Regions from separate parts of the Mus musculus genome. Here regions 2, 3 and 4 are each linked to region 1. Evidence: chromatin contacts called from public promoter capture Hi-C data. All regions are on one chromosome and are shown on one strand. The core of a region is the stretch at or near the end of the contact, and the rest is flanking DNA. Distances in the headings are between cores, read along the strand shown. Region 1 holds the start of Pacsin3 (protein kinase C and casein kinase substrate in neurons 3). Region 2 holds the start of Atg13 (autophagy related 13). Region 3 overlaps Atg13 (autophagy related 13). Region 4 has its middle 15 kb from the start of C1qtnf4.

The links. Promoter capture Hi-C pulls out the DNA fragments that hold promoters and counts their contacts.
Region 2: a promoter capture Hi-C map of neutrophils shows a contact between it and region 1. The contact joins the promoter of Atg13 here to the promoter of Pacsin3 in region 1. A contact is called at or near these places in 11 of 39 promoter capture datasets (the C10 cell line, cranial neural crest, embryonic stem cells and 7 more), 7 of 115 datasets of contacts at active chromatin or transcription factors (astrocytes, double positive thymocytes, embryonic stem cells and 4 more) and 2 of 9 other capture datasets (adipose tissue and pancreatic islet).
Region 3: a contact with region 1 is called in a promoter capture Hi-C map of liver, with 2.0 times the contacts expected there. The contact joins the enhancer-like site here to the promoter of Pacsin3 in region 1. A contact is called at or near these places in 11 of 39 promoter capture datasets (the C10 cell line, cranial neural crest, embryonic stem cells and 6 more), 1 of 115 datasets of contacts at active chromatin or transcription factors (stem cell-derived neural progenitor cells) and 2 of 9 other capture datasets (embryonic stem cells and pancreatic islet).
Region 4: a promoter capture Hi-C map of pre-B cells shows a contact between it and region 1. The contact joins the enhancer-like site here to the promoter of Pacsin3 in region 1. A contact is called at or near these places in 18 of 39 promoter capture datasets (the 3T3-L1 cell line, 3T3-L1-derived adipocytes, the C10 cell line and 12 more), 2 of 484 Hi-C or Micro-C datasets (the C2C12 cell line and CD4 T cells) and 1 of 115 datasets of contacts at active chromatin or transcription factors (astrocytes).

What each region holds. Positions count from the first base shown.
Region 1 is chr2:91,254,998-91,258,278 of GRCm38.p6, forward strand. Pacsin3 (protein kinase C and casein kinase substrate in neurons 3) reads left to right here and starts at 1,816. Exons shown (of 11, transcript NM_001289678.1): 1 at 1,816-1,929.
Region 2 is chr2:91,708,823-91,712,103 of GRCm38.p6, forward strand. It overlaps Atg13 (autophagy related 13), which reads right to left and starts at 1,770. Exons shown (of 17, transcript NM_001355419.1): 1 at 1,425-1,770. It overlaps Harbi1 (harbinger transposase derived 1), which reads left to right and starts at 2,030. Exons shown (of 3, transcript NM_178724.5): 1 at 2,030-2,429; 2 at 3,258-3,281.
Region 3 is chr2:91,682,280-91,685,560 of GRCm38.p6, forward strand. Atg13 (autophagy related 13) reads right to left here. Exons shown (of 17, transcript NM_001355419.1): 9 at 2,872-2,970; 10 at 2,390-2,480. Among named protein-coding and RNA genes, the nearest start is that of Atg13, 27 kb to the right of the region's middle. Within about 2 kb of position 1,777, at least 24 of the 459 cell types and tissues checked have an H3K27ac peak or open chromatin away from gene starts, as enhancers often do.
Region 4 is chr2:90,868,933-90,872,213 of GRCm38.p6, forward strand. No RefSeq gene overlaps it. Among named protein-coding and RNA genes, the nearest start is that of C1qtnf4, 15 kb to the right of the region's middle. Within about 2 kb of position 1,524, at least 110 of the 459 cell types and tissues checked have an H3K27ac peak or open chromatin away from gene starts, as enhancers often do. A contact at or near this core is called in 3T3-L1-derived adipocytes, the C2C12 cell line, hippocampal neurons and 1 more, where this site is marked.

The DNA of each region.
Region 1 (3,281 bases), core at 566-3,065:
AGATGTTTTCCACTGCACATCCTTTCCTCCCTGTGGTCTGATGAACAGCCTCCTATCCTGAGCCTCCGTATCCTGACATCCCCACATCCCAGAGCCTAGCTGCCAACTTTATTTTTAATGAGGTTTTAATAGGCCGCTTCTGTAATTAATTTCATTCTTGTATTTTCACACTTTCTGTCTAGGTGCCTAAACGCCCCCAGGCGCTAGGTGCGATGTTAACTGATTCCAAATAATGCAAAGCACCATGGCTGTGATTAGACATTTCCCAAGCCCCTCTCATTTGCAGTTGTTTAACAATCATTAATTAACTGGGGCACACGGCCCAGTGGTAGGTCAGCTGGGTTACCTGTCAGGTTTTATAGAGGCAGAAAAAGATAAAGAGAAAAGATTTGCCCAAGCCTTAAGAGAGTGGGAGTTGAAATTGGTTTCAGAAACCACATCCTCAGGTTTCAAATCTCCTATTTGAGATTTGCTACAACGCGCGCGGCCAGAGTCCTCAGGCCACGGGTGATGCTCGTCTTTGAGACAACACAGGCAACTAAAGGAGACCATTTCACGCTCCTAAGTCAGCCCCCAGCAGCTGGTGTCACTCCTAAGTTACCGTTGTTATCCTCAGCCGCCCCTCTTCCCATTTTGTGAGTGGACTCTACTGAGCAAAGAACACACGTCAGTGATTCCTTCCAGATTTAGAAACAACACGATTTTGTTATTTTTAAAGTTGTCTTTTAAAAAATCCGCGCGCGCACGTACTCACACTTCTAAGGGCGTGGAGGGGGCTGGGTTGGAAATGTGCGTGCTGGATAGAGAGCAGCTAGGCCGGTTGCTTCCCAGAGCGCGCACGGTCCCCTAAGGGGCGGTCCCTTGGGCTCTCCAACCCGGAGCGAACTGTGACTCCAGGACCCCTGAGCACCAGAGGCCTGGGACCCCGCTGGCCCGCGTTCCCTCCTGTCTCTCGGGTCAGGGGCACCGCTGCGGGGTCACCCGGCTCAGGAGAGAGCAGGAGGGGCGGAGAAGCCGAGCAGGTGGAGATTAGGTCAGCCTCAGAACATTCTTGGACCGCTCCAGTGAATATAAATAACAGACCCACAAGCTCTGAAATCCCGAGAGGCTGGGGGTGGAGCAGTGAAGAAGGGATCTATTTAGGGTGGGGTGGCATCGAGACGATTCGGAAAAAGTCTACATTGAACTAGGAGGTGAGACCAAGGGATTTAAAGATATGTTGAGATAGAAAATCTGAAACCGTGAACACGGAGGGGGAGGAGTTCGTGTTTTTTTGTCCCACTCCCACCGCGTGTTTGTCTCAGGTCTCGGAATGCGCGCTAAAGCTGCAAGCAGAGCTGCTCTAGGTAGGCATGGCTTTTCTAGTCTCGCTTCGGCCGGACTAGAGATCTTGGGCAGATAACCGCTGAAGGTATCTCTAACCCTCATTCAAGGTTACAAGGAGTGGGTGGTTATGAATCTGTCTCCCTGTAGCTAACCTCTAACTTTCTAGGTGCTCTCAGCAAAGAATGCCCCCTCAGTTTTGTCCCCGAATTCCACCCTAATGATTAGTGTGCAAGTTCCCGCTCATTCCCACCGGCCTCCTAGTCTCTGGAAAGGTCGGAGAGCGACAAAGCTCACAGCTCTCTGGTAGCCTCGCTGCACCTCCTTAGACTATTGGCTCCAGCTTTCTCTGCACCCGGGGAGCAGATCCTATGGCTCGCATCCCGAGCCACCTGGCGCAGGGATGCCTGCAGTCCCCGCTGCGGGGATGCTGTCGGTGGGGTTGGGGCGGCGGCTCCGCGGAGAGGGCGGGCCCGGGGGGCCGGGCTTCCCGGGGGAGGGCCCGAAGCGCTCCAGGAGGCGGTGGCCCGGACCCGGGAGTGGTAGGACTCCGAACTGAGCGTGGCCAGATCCCCCTAACCCACCGAGGGCCCCTGAGAGGACACGGTGAGTGCTTTGGAGGGGGAGCTGGGGGGCACGGCGGCGGCATGGTGGCTCTAGCTTGCTCTTTGGTCCTTCGACTCCTGAAGTTGGCAATGGGACGGACTCCCGCGCCGGAGACCCCGGCCATTGGCTGCCACTGAGCGCAAGGCCATCTCATCTCCTACGCTAATTAGGCGTTTCTTCAGGCCAGCCAGGGGAAATGGGGCGTCCAGCTGGAGGAGCAAATCATCTCTCAGGGTGCCTAGAGGGTCCCCAACTGCTCTCCTTGCGCCCGTTCTGAAGTCCTAGAAGGGGCCTCTGTAAAAAGCCCGCCCCCCGCCCCTTCGCGCCACTATCTGTATGGCTAACCCTAGTAGGCAGCGCCCCTTCCCCGCTGCAGTAACCAGCTGGCCCCACCTCCCCACCGAGACCAAGTTCAACAAGTTTGTCCAAGAAGTCCTAGAGCCTCCATGTCTAGGCCTGGCTATGCCTATCCTGTGGCTGGCTCCACCGGCTTGGAGTTGTTCAACACCGAGCCTTCTGGGATCCGGAGGTGGTTTGTCGGGTGGCGCTGTCTATAAGGGTGGAGGCCAAAGACCGGCAGCCCCTGAGTTCTGTGATTTGGTGTGGAGGTTAGGAGTGCGTCATCAGCGAGCAGGCACCTCAGCCGGCAGGTCGGGTTTCCAAAAGTGCCCCTTTGTTATGCCCCTCCCTGGCTCTGCCTCCTCCCCCTTTCTTTGAGCCACCCCCTCCCCCATCCTTCCAAAAGACTGTGCCAGTCTCTTGATTTTAAGCGCCCCTCTCTGGTTCAGCAGCCAGACCCTCCTGCACCTCTAAATCCAAGTCTACAGGCTGACTGGGAGAGGCTGCTGGGGAAGCCCTTGGGCGCAGCCTGTGACTCAGGACACAGGACTGGGCTGGGCAGGATAGCTTTGCTCTCTTCCAGGCCTGTGTCCCCAGCTACTGGAAAAGGGTGGGGGCTGGCTTATGTGTAAGAAAGGAACAAGGCAGAAACCTTTGGAGCTCAGGTGGGGAGAGTGGGCTCTGTCCTGAAGCCCAGAACTCCCAGTTCAGCACTAGCGGCTGGGAAGAGACCCTGCCAGTGTCCCAGAAGCCTTCTGACAGGCTAAGTGGAGAGCCTGGGCTGGAAAGATTTTAACTACCTGTTCTTGCTCTCTGACCTCTTGCTGTGGTAGGATGTGTTCACTCAGATGTGGGTCTCTGCTAATGTCAGGAGGCACAAGATGCCAATCCTCCTCAACAGGGCCCAAGGTGCCAGGTCCACCCCAAGAGCTCGATGAAGCCGGGGTGCCGGGCCTGCCTGTGCCTGGGGCTCCAGCTAGTGTTTGCTCTGTGAGGCCTGAGGGAGCTGTGCC
Region 2 (3,281 bases), core at 520-3,019, 450 kb after region 1:
ACTGAGCCATTTCTCCAGCCCCGCAGAAGACTTTTCTAATAAGTTGCTCCAATGCACTCTACAGTTAAAAGCAGGCAGGTATTTAAAATGAATGTGAAAATAATTTTAATGAGTTATAAGCCTTTAAAAGATTTAAATTCAGTCTATAGTGTTTGGTATGGTAGTTCACACTTCTAGTATTCAGGAGGAAGAGATTCAGGAGTTCAAGGTCACCCAAAACTATATAAAGTGAAAACCAGCCTAGGCTATATAAATATCCTGTCTCAAAAACCTACAAGAGCAGATAGATAGATAGTGTTGTTTGGTTGTATTACATGCCTATAGCCCAGACCTGGGGAGTCAGAGGCAATAGGACTGCTAACAAGTTCAATACTAGCCTAGTCTACATAGTGAGTTCCAGGCCAACAAGTGTAATACACAAAAAGATCTTGTCTCAAAAAGCAGAGATTAATTGGTTGTGAATATAGCTCTGTAGTAGACTGAGCAGAGTGATAGGTTAAACCTCAAGTAAGAACACGTATGTGTTTGTGTATAGATATATAATTATTGTATACATATAAACATATACATATAAATAAATTTATACATATTTCATTAGGAGAATTTCAAAACTAGACATGATGGTATATGCTAGATAATCTCAACACTTACGATGCCGGGAAAGGAGGATCAGTAACTCAAGGCAAACAAACCCTGGCTGCATAGGTGAACCCTGTTTCCAACTATCCCAACCTAGGCCTGTGACAGCCTGCGTCGGTATTCTCAGCTCCTCAGGAGGCTGAGTGAAGAAGATAACTGAAGCACAGGAGTTTAAGGCCAACCTGGGCTACGGGCTACCACCGAAGTGGGGAGGGGGGAGCCAACAAAGGAATGTTACCTTGAGGATAGATTGAGCAGATTAACTAGGAAAAAAGTGAATGAGAGATTTACAACCCAAGAAGGTGCTTAGCCACTTAATTCAGAGATTTAATGAGAATAGGTTTTCGCAGGTTATTCCACTGCCAGTAAGAACATAGTCCCCTTTTTCACTAGTCAAGTCACCCTCACTTACAGGAGGACTTCATACTTGGCATTAAAAATTTTTTTTGATTGACTGAAAACTTACCTAACCTACCTTGATACCCAACACCGGAGTTACGGCCCTACAAATGTTCTCCAATAGATCTTTTTGACATAACTCAAAGAGACAATAAAGTAGCAAGAAAATTTCGGGGGATGTCTGTAACGGTTGGGACGCCTCAAGAGCCAACAGGGTCTACACCAACCCAACTTCTCGTAGAAAACATAATCAGGGGATTATGGAACTGAACCTCGGTTGCTTGGCTTGGGCGTCCCCAAGGTGGTGGCCAAGGGAACACAGATCAGTGACCTCCCACTCGGGGGCGCTGAAAGATCCGGGGGTTATTACCCTCAAAAGTGAGTACCTGCGAAGCTACGGCACAGAGAGTGGCTCCGGGCTCTCATTCCGGAGGCCGGGGCCTGGGGCCGGCCAACTGCACCTCCCAGCAGAGGGTTCCGCGCTCCCGGGCGGTAGTGACAGCACAGGTCGCAGAGAGATATCTCACGCTAACGAGGCTCCGGGATCCCAGAACTGAAAAAGCTGTCGGACTGGTGTGGACTGGTTTTTCTCAGAGCTTCCCCTTCACACGTCAAACGATCTCTCCCGCCCTAAGCCAGCAACCAGTCGCTGCCCGGCGCCGCCATCCTTAGTGTTTGTTTTCATCCGCTTCAGTGCAGGCGGTGGGGAGGTAGAGCGCTACGGAGGAAATGCAGCTGCCTAAATTCAGCTGCACTTTCGCTACACCACAAACGACCTATTTAATATTTCTGTACATCAGAGTCTTCAAGAAAGGCGGCTTATTTCCAGAAATAAATCATATGATTAATTTTAAAGCCTTTTAGGAGAAAAAAAAGGGTTTGGGAAGGAATTTAGGGAGTTGGAGACTGGGCTTCGTGTAGAATGTACGGAAGCGAAGCGCAGGCCGCGGTGGCCGAGGTGCTGATGACGCGGCGTGGGGCGGGCGCTGACGCGGAAGGGGAGGTGCGGCTGTTGCGCACCGTGGCGGCTTGTGTGCGGCCGTGGGTTCCGGAGGCGGGCCTTCTTCGGCCCCGAGGGTGGAGAGTGCTCCGGTTAATCCGGTAGCTACGGAAAGGTGGCGATCAGCGTTCGGTTATTCTGGGTCGAGCAGCCAGACTTTGGTTATCTTACTATTTTTGAGACAAGGTCTCGCTGTGTAACTCAGGTTAGCTTTGAACGTAATGTAGCTCCAGCAGGCATGGAGCACGCGGCGATGCTACCCAGTTTCCAGAATGCTAACATTACAGGCTGGACCAGCCTTAGGAGCTTTTTGTTTTGTTTTACTTTGTTTTGACTGGTGCTCGTAGTCCACGCTTGCCTCGCACATGATCTTCTGGTCTACACTTCCCAAGTACAGTGAGCCCATTCCTGGCTGGGGCATCTTTACTTACACGGCTTTTAAAGGAATAAACTTTTTAAATACATTTATGTTTTGGAGGCGGGCGTGATGTGGCAAGGGTGTTGGACGATTCTTTCTTTCCACCATATGGATCTCAGATAGCCAACTAATTTATTTCACCAGGCTTCACAGGCAAACCCTGTGCCCTCGGAGCCATCTTTGTCCCTTAATACTGTTTTGAAAGCGGGTTGAAAAGTGGCCTCGGTGTTCCAGACCTACCTGGTTCACTTAGCTTTTTCCTCCTTTCCTTCCTTTTATACTCTTCCTTCCTTTCTAGCCTAAAGCTTCGGGATTTGGGTCTCTTGAGATGAAGGGAAAGCCTGTTACAGCAGACAGTGTAGGTCCCCAGGCAGGGCCACAGACTGTCTTTCTTCCTTTCTCCCCCCCCCCCACCCCCCCTTTGTTCTACATCTCTAGTTGGACTGGTTTGAGCACTCCCTCATCTGTGGAGCCATAGGGCTTTGCAAAACAAACCTCTGAGTAACCCTTAAGGTGTTTTCAACTTGTCAGCTGTCTCCTGGTTGCCACAGACCTCTTTTACCTTGTAAATTGTTTGTTCTCATGTGTTGTTCTCAGTTGAAATGCCAGGCAGTAGATGAGCCACTGGGATTGAACTCTTATTGTCTGCAAATTAGATCAAGTTTGTCATACAATAGTGAGTCAGTGGAGATAAATCTAGAGTTAACAAGTGAATGGCTGAAAAAGGTGTAGGTTTTGAGTCATTTGGTATGGTTTGGATCACGTTTCTAATTATTTTTTTCTTTTAATTAACATTTACAGAAAGAAGATTATAAATGTCAGAGC
Region 3 (3,281 bases), core at 527-3,026, 430 kb after region 1:
AGGAAAAAGAGATTTCTTTGATCTGGGATTAGGACTCCAGCTCTAGAGCTTCCCAAGGGCCTTTAGTGAGTGTCTGGCTCCCCAGTTCCCTGTTTCCAGCCCAGCAGATCCCCTGGGTACAATCCTGGGGCACATTTCCCAAGTCACCCTATTTTCTCCCTATCCTTGAGATCCATTTGAAACTAAAGCAATCTTCTCTAATCACACCTCTATCACCCCTGGGTATGGACGGCTCCTGTTTATATTGAAAATAGAAAGATTACCAGTCATGGACTGTTTATTTGGAAATCTGATATAAATAACTGTGTGTACTTTTCACATCAACGGAAGGAGGAGGGGTAAATAAAAACCACTATTTTTAGTTGCTGGGTTGTGGCTATGTCCTGCTAAAATCAATTACCAAGCCTTAAAATAATCCCACAGAACATCTGGGGACCAAATAACTATACCCTATACTCTGTTTTCATTTTGTTAAGTAGAAAGAAGCCATCTGATCATCCCCGTTTTCCCATTATGAACTCACTTGATGGGAAAAGGCCAGTCCTGCCATGGGGACCCTCAGAGTGTCCGTCACCACAGGAGTAGGGGTCTGAAAATGTGCCTTTGTGACAGTAAACACACACTGTGCACAGACACACAGAGAGACAGGAGAAACAAGAAAAAAAGAAAAGGGACTTGAGAAAGAAGTGGGAAAGAAAAAACCTCCAGAAGGGGCAGCAGTGAGCAGTGAACAGAGTACTGAGAGGCAGGGAGAAGAGTGCAAGCCGGCTTCCCAAAGCAGCAACCAGGAGGGGACATTTAGCTCAGGGTGTGCCTCTTTGACAGGCAGCTAGAAAATGAACTGACTCAAGTGGGAATGACATGGCAAAACAGAAGCCTGAGCCAGGCATTAATCTGTCGTTAGCTGAAAGGTGTGGGAGGACGTGAGGGAGCAGCTCCCTCAGGAGAGCCTCGAGCCTATGGAGACCAACCTCAGAACTGAGGGCCTTGCTCAGGAAGCCCACCCTCAGCCTGCAGAGACCATGGCAAAAAGCTGAAATTTGCTGGCTATATTATTAGTAAGCTTAGGTGTACATTTCTGTATGACATCCTGGGAATGACTGGGAATACAGTATGTGAGTGTATGTGAGTGTGTGTGTGTGTGTGCACGCGCGCGCATGTGTATAGTCTAGCAGTTGGGAGAACTTGAGAATAAAAGCTTGGGTGTGCTAAACATTTAGGATTCCAAAGCTACTTTAAACACCCTAATTATCTGGGGTTCTCCTGTTTCAGCTTTAAATCTGACTGCCACACATGTAACGTGGCAGAAATGGCGTTCCCTAGCCCCCCAAAATAAAACTGTAGTAAAAAAATTTTAATGGAAAACAACAACATTAAATCTCCCAATTAACACACTGGTAGCTGAGCATGGGAACACATGCCTGATCCTAGCACCTAGAAGACGGAGACAGGAGGACCAGGCGTTCAAAGACAGTCTTGGCTGCACTGCAAGTTATGAGACCTTGTTTCAAACAAACAAAAGAAGTCATGATGTGCATGCTCGTAATCTCAGAAGGCAAGAAAAGGAGAATGGCCACGAAGTCATTCAAAGGCAGCCTGGTCCACGTAGTGTGCTCTAGGCCAGCCAAGAATCCATGCAAAGCACTACCTTAAAAACAGAAACCTAAACAAGTTAGATGGGAAGAGGATGAAGCAACGAGGCAGAAGGTAAAGGAGCCTGAGGAGTGTGGGGTGATGTCAGTCTCAGCCCATGCTGATTACATAAGGCTGCGCTGCGCTTCCTGGGGATGCTGGCATCAGAATTCAGGGCAGGACTTACTGAAGGAACTGTGTGGCCACTCAAGACTCGCTCCCGTGGGAAAGTCAGTGGCTGAGATGCTTGGACAGAGGGCGTGGCCAGGCAGGTAGAGAGGGCGTGGCCAGGCAGGTAGAGAGGGCGTGGCCAGGCAGGCAGATGGCTGTATCAGCTTGAAGAAAAGCAGTGCTTCTGCATGTTGTTTTCAATTTTATATTAAGTACTTCCTGCTCTTTGGTACATAGTCTACTATTATGAAGTGAAATTTATTACTTATTAAGAAAATAAGCAAGGAGTGGTAGTAGACACTTTTAATCCTAGCACTCAGGAGGCAGAGGGAGGTGGATCTCTCAGTTCGAGGTCAGCCTGGTTTACAGAGTGAGTTCTAGGACAGCAAAGGCTAGTCAGAGAAACCCTATTTTGAAAACAAAACAAAACAAAACAAAAACAAAACAAAACTAAACTAAAAATGGAGCAACTAAATCAACACATGCATGTTAGAGTGATCTCATCACCAAAGGGCATAGATTAAGTTTGGACAACATTCCCTAAAGCCCACACGAATACACACAGCCCCCATAACCCTTTTCCTACCTGGGAGGGAGGGGATGTGGAAAAAGATGTGGTACACACTTCCTGAGAGTCTTCCACTGACGGGTACGCGACCCCTGCGTCCTCAGCAGTTCTACCGTCGGGAGGGAGGGAGGGAGGGAGGAACGACGATGGAGTTTATATAATCACAATAGCCGACTTCAGAAAGTATGCAAACAGTGCTTAGGAAAGGCTGGGAGCTGTGTCAACGAGTTCTAGCCAGAGATTATAAAGCCAGACAGCAAACCAAAAACCATTTTTCATAGTTCACAAAGTCCCGACATCTTGCAGTCCCCAAATAACCTGGAGGAGGTGATGTGGCCACAAACCTGAACACCCAGTTAGTTCCTAGATACGGTGGCTCAGGCCTTGGTGTACCTAACAGGCAGCAGCGAGAACAAAACTAGCCTTTTCATTTCTACCCACATGGCTCGAGGCTGCTATTGCTTAGCTGTAGCTTGGGGGAGACTCGTCTCAGCCCTTACCTGTAATTACAGGGGTGCATAGGAGAAGAGCTGGGATAGGGACGGTCAACAAAGTGATCAATGATAATCCCCATGATAGGTGGGGTCCTCTCAAATTGCCTGTAATGCAAGAAGCACAATACAGTATTTGTTAGAATATCTTCCAAGTCACCTTCAAGTCCAGAGGGCCCATTATGGCATAGTCACTTCAGGTCTACCCAGAACCTTAATGCTACAGTCTCTAAATATAAGCCACAACTTTACTTCTGGACAGCTTGGCTAGGGACACTTAAAATCTCCACCATGAGCCGGGCGTGGTAGCGCACACCTTTAATCCCAGCACTTGGGAGGCAGAGGCAGGCGGATTTCTGAGTTCGAGGCCAGCCTGGTCTATAGAATGAGTTCCAGGACAGCCAGGGCGATACAGAGAA
Region 4 (3,281 bases), core at 274-2,773, 390 kb before region 1:
CACAATGAAGGAATGTTAGATTAGTTGAAACCATATGTAAAATGTGCTCTCCCTGAGCTCTGAAACACTGCTTACTGCTGGCGGAGTGGTACAAGCATCATGGAGTCACAAGAGGGATGGATAGTTCATATCTAGCCGGGCAGTCATTAAACATTTAATGAAGGCGTGACATTGGTTTCTTCAGTATTTAAGTTGTGTGTTCATGCAGCTGGAAATGGGGAGACGGTCTGCTAAGGCTGTGAATACATATAGAAGCCAGAGGATGACCTGTAGGAGTCAGTTCTCTCCTTTAAGAACATGTCAGAGATTCAACTCCAGTCACCAGGCTTGGCAGCAAGTGCCTGTACCCACTGAGCCATCTCTCTGACCGAGTTGTTTTTTAAAACCAGAGACAGGATGGTGGAATGGGAGCAGTCTCTAGCTCTGTCACCAGCTGTGGGGTTTTAGATCAGTTACTTGTGGTTCTTGCTCGGTTGGTTTGGGGTTTGGTTTTGTTTTGGGGGGGTTGTTTGTTTTTTGGGGGGGAGTTTTTTGAGACAGGGTTTCTCTGTATAGCCCTGGCTGTCCTGGAACTCAATTTGTAGACCAGGCTGGCCTTGAACTCAGAAATCCGCCTGCCTCTGCCTTCTGAGTGCTGGGATTAAAGGCGTGCGCCACCACACCCGGCTCTTGGTTTTGATTTTATGGAGCTGTTAACTGAATCCAGGGTTTGTGCATACAAGGCAAACATTCTACAATTGAACTATAAGTTAAAGCTTTAATCCTCTTGAATTCAACCTTCTCATCTCTAAAATAAGAAATAATGCTTACTGGAGTATTAAATCAAGTATATGGGTCCAGTTAGCATTTGGTGCGTTGTAGCTATTACTGCTAGGATAGGGGATATTTTACAGATAACAGCAAAGTCAATAAAATTCATAAAGGAGTTGAAGAGCAGCGGGACTGCTTCTCTGGCTGTCCTACCCTTTCTTCAAGGCCATTGAAGGAACACCTGGAGCAGAGACCAGCACATTCTACTATTCAGCAGACACTTGTTGGATATGTGTCCAGCTGTCTCCGCACAGACCTGCCTGAGTGTCTCACAGAATCCCACACTGAGTTACATAGTAGCCTCTGTTCCCAAGCCTGTAGCAGTATTTCTGCTCTCCAAGTTTCTAAGACATGTTATCAACACCCTGTTTCCTAAGGCAGAAACCCTGGAGTCCTCTCTGCCCTGCCTCTCTTCAGAAAAATCACCCTAGGTTCTCAGGAGTGCTGCCTCAGAGGTGTGTCTCCTATCTTTTCTGTCCACCGAGGGAGGACAGAAGGTAGATAAGCCTCAGGCTAGCTCTGTTGTGGCTAGGGCACAGGAGTCTCTTGCAGTTTTATCTACCCTAAGGGCCATGGGTGGTATCTTTTTCTGACCCACAGCTCTCAAGACTTCTCCCTGCCTTCTTTTCATCCTGCAGCCTGAGCCCAAGCCCCACAGGCACAGGTCCGCAGCCTCTGCTCTATGTTTGTCCGCCAGCAGCTGCTATCTGTGTTATCTTCCATGCAGCCTTTGTGCAGGAGGAGCTGGGCTGAGAGACAGGGCTATTTATAAATGGAAAGTGGGTGTAGAGTTCTGCAGTCACAGATGTTTTAAACAGCCTAATTCCTCCTCGCCTCTTTGAAATTCCTGTCCACCCCCTCATTGCCTAACTTTCCCCAAATCATCTACATTTCTGTCCTCCCCTTGGTCAGAGCCACAAAGGAAAAAACAAAACAAAACAATAAAAATTCAGCTACAGAATAAAGCTAAGGGTGGGGACAGTTCACCAAGAATGTAAGACCCATGAGAACCCCTGAGCTAAGTGGAGTCCAGGTACACACATGTGTTAGCAGTGGCCCCACAATCCAGGTAATATCCCCAGTTTCCAAATGAGAAAACAATTACAAAAAACGATGTAAATTTGTTAGTAAGCACCAGAGAGGTAGAATTCACATCTGGGTGTAACTGATGATAATGTGGGAGGAACCAGACACAGAGTGAGACATGGAAGCCAAATCCCTTTGGAAGGATATCTTGGACCACCTAGCCACATTCCAGTGGCTATATAGCAGTGGACTGGAGACACAGCTAGTGCTGCAGCCACTATAATCTCCCCCAGCTAAACCAGTGGTTCTCAACCTTCCTGATGCTGTGACCCTTTAATACAGTTCCTCATGTGTGGTGACCCCCAATCATAAAATTATTTTCATTGCTGCTTCATAACTGTAATTGTGCTACTGATGTGAATAGTAATGTAAATATCTGCTATACTGGATATTTGATATGCGATTCCCATGATCCAGAGACAAATTAGGGGAACCAATGGCAATCGCTGCAGCCCCCCTCTGGCTGCCTGAAGCTTCTCTCCTAAACTTCCTTCTGATCATGAAAAGGGACACCTGGTGCTGTCAGTCAGTAAGCCAGGAACCACAGCCAGACTTGGCACCTATAATTTCAGCACTTGGCAGGCAGAGGCAGAACTATTGCCTTAAGATTGAGGCCAGCCTAGGCTATGGTGTGAGACTTTGTCTCAAAAATCAGAAAGAGGGGGAGCTAACTTAAGAGGAAAGGGCATGGTGGGGAGAGACTGAATCGATGCTTAAATGAGTTAAGGAAGTCAGAGAAAAGTTATCTCGAATTTAGAAACTAGATGGCAATGTGGTACAAATAGTATAGGAAGGTCTAAAGAAGAAATGAGGACATGCCATTTGCAGAAAGTCTCTCAGTGGGAGAAAGGAGGACAGAACCAAAGACGCCAGCCTAGCATCACAGAGGGTGTAACTAACACTATTTAAAAGGCATAAGAGCTGGAAGGAAAGGTGAGTCCTTGGAAATCAGGGCTCTCAAAAGGACAAACATATCCCTGACTTATTTTCAGTGTCAGGCGAGTGAGCCGAGGACTGGGCTCCTCTTGGGAATAAACTGGCAGTTGTCAGGGAAGGCCGGGTACTCAGCCTAGCTGTTCCTCATTGTCCCTGGGGAAACATTGCTAAGCCAAGCAGAGGAAAGGCATGGTTTAGAGAAGGCAATGAAACCCTGCACAGGAAGAAATAATGAGAGAAAGCTAAGGTACCTAGTCATTCCAAATGAGCTGCAAAACCAGGGTGCTGAGGAGCCCTTGAGATAAGTCCCAGGAAAGGGTCACAGTGGTGTGGCAGAGAAAGCCCAAACATTAGAGAAATATGTAAAGCTGACTCTGAAAACACCTGGTGGGTATGTCTTTACTGTGTCCTCCCACCCCCAAATTTATTGTAGTATTATATATGACACT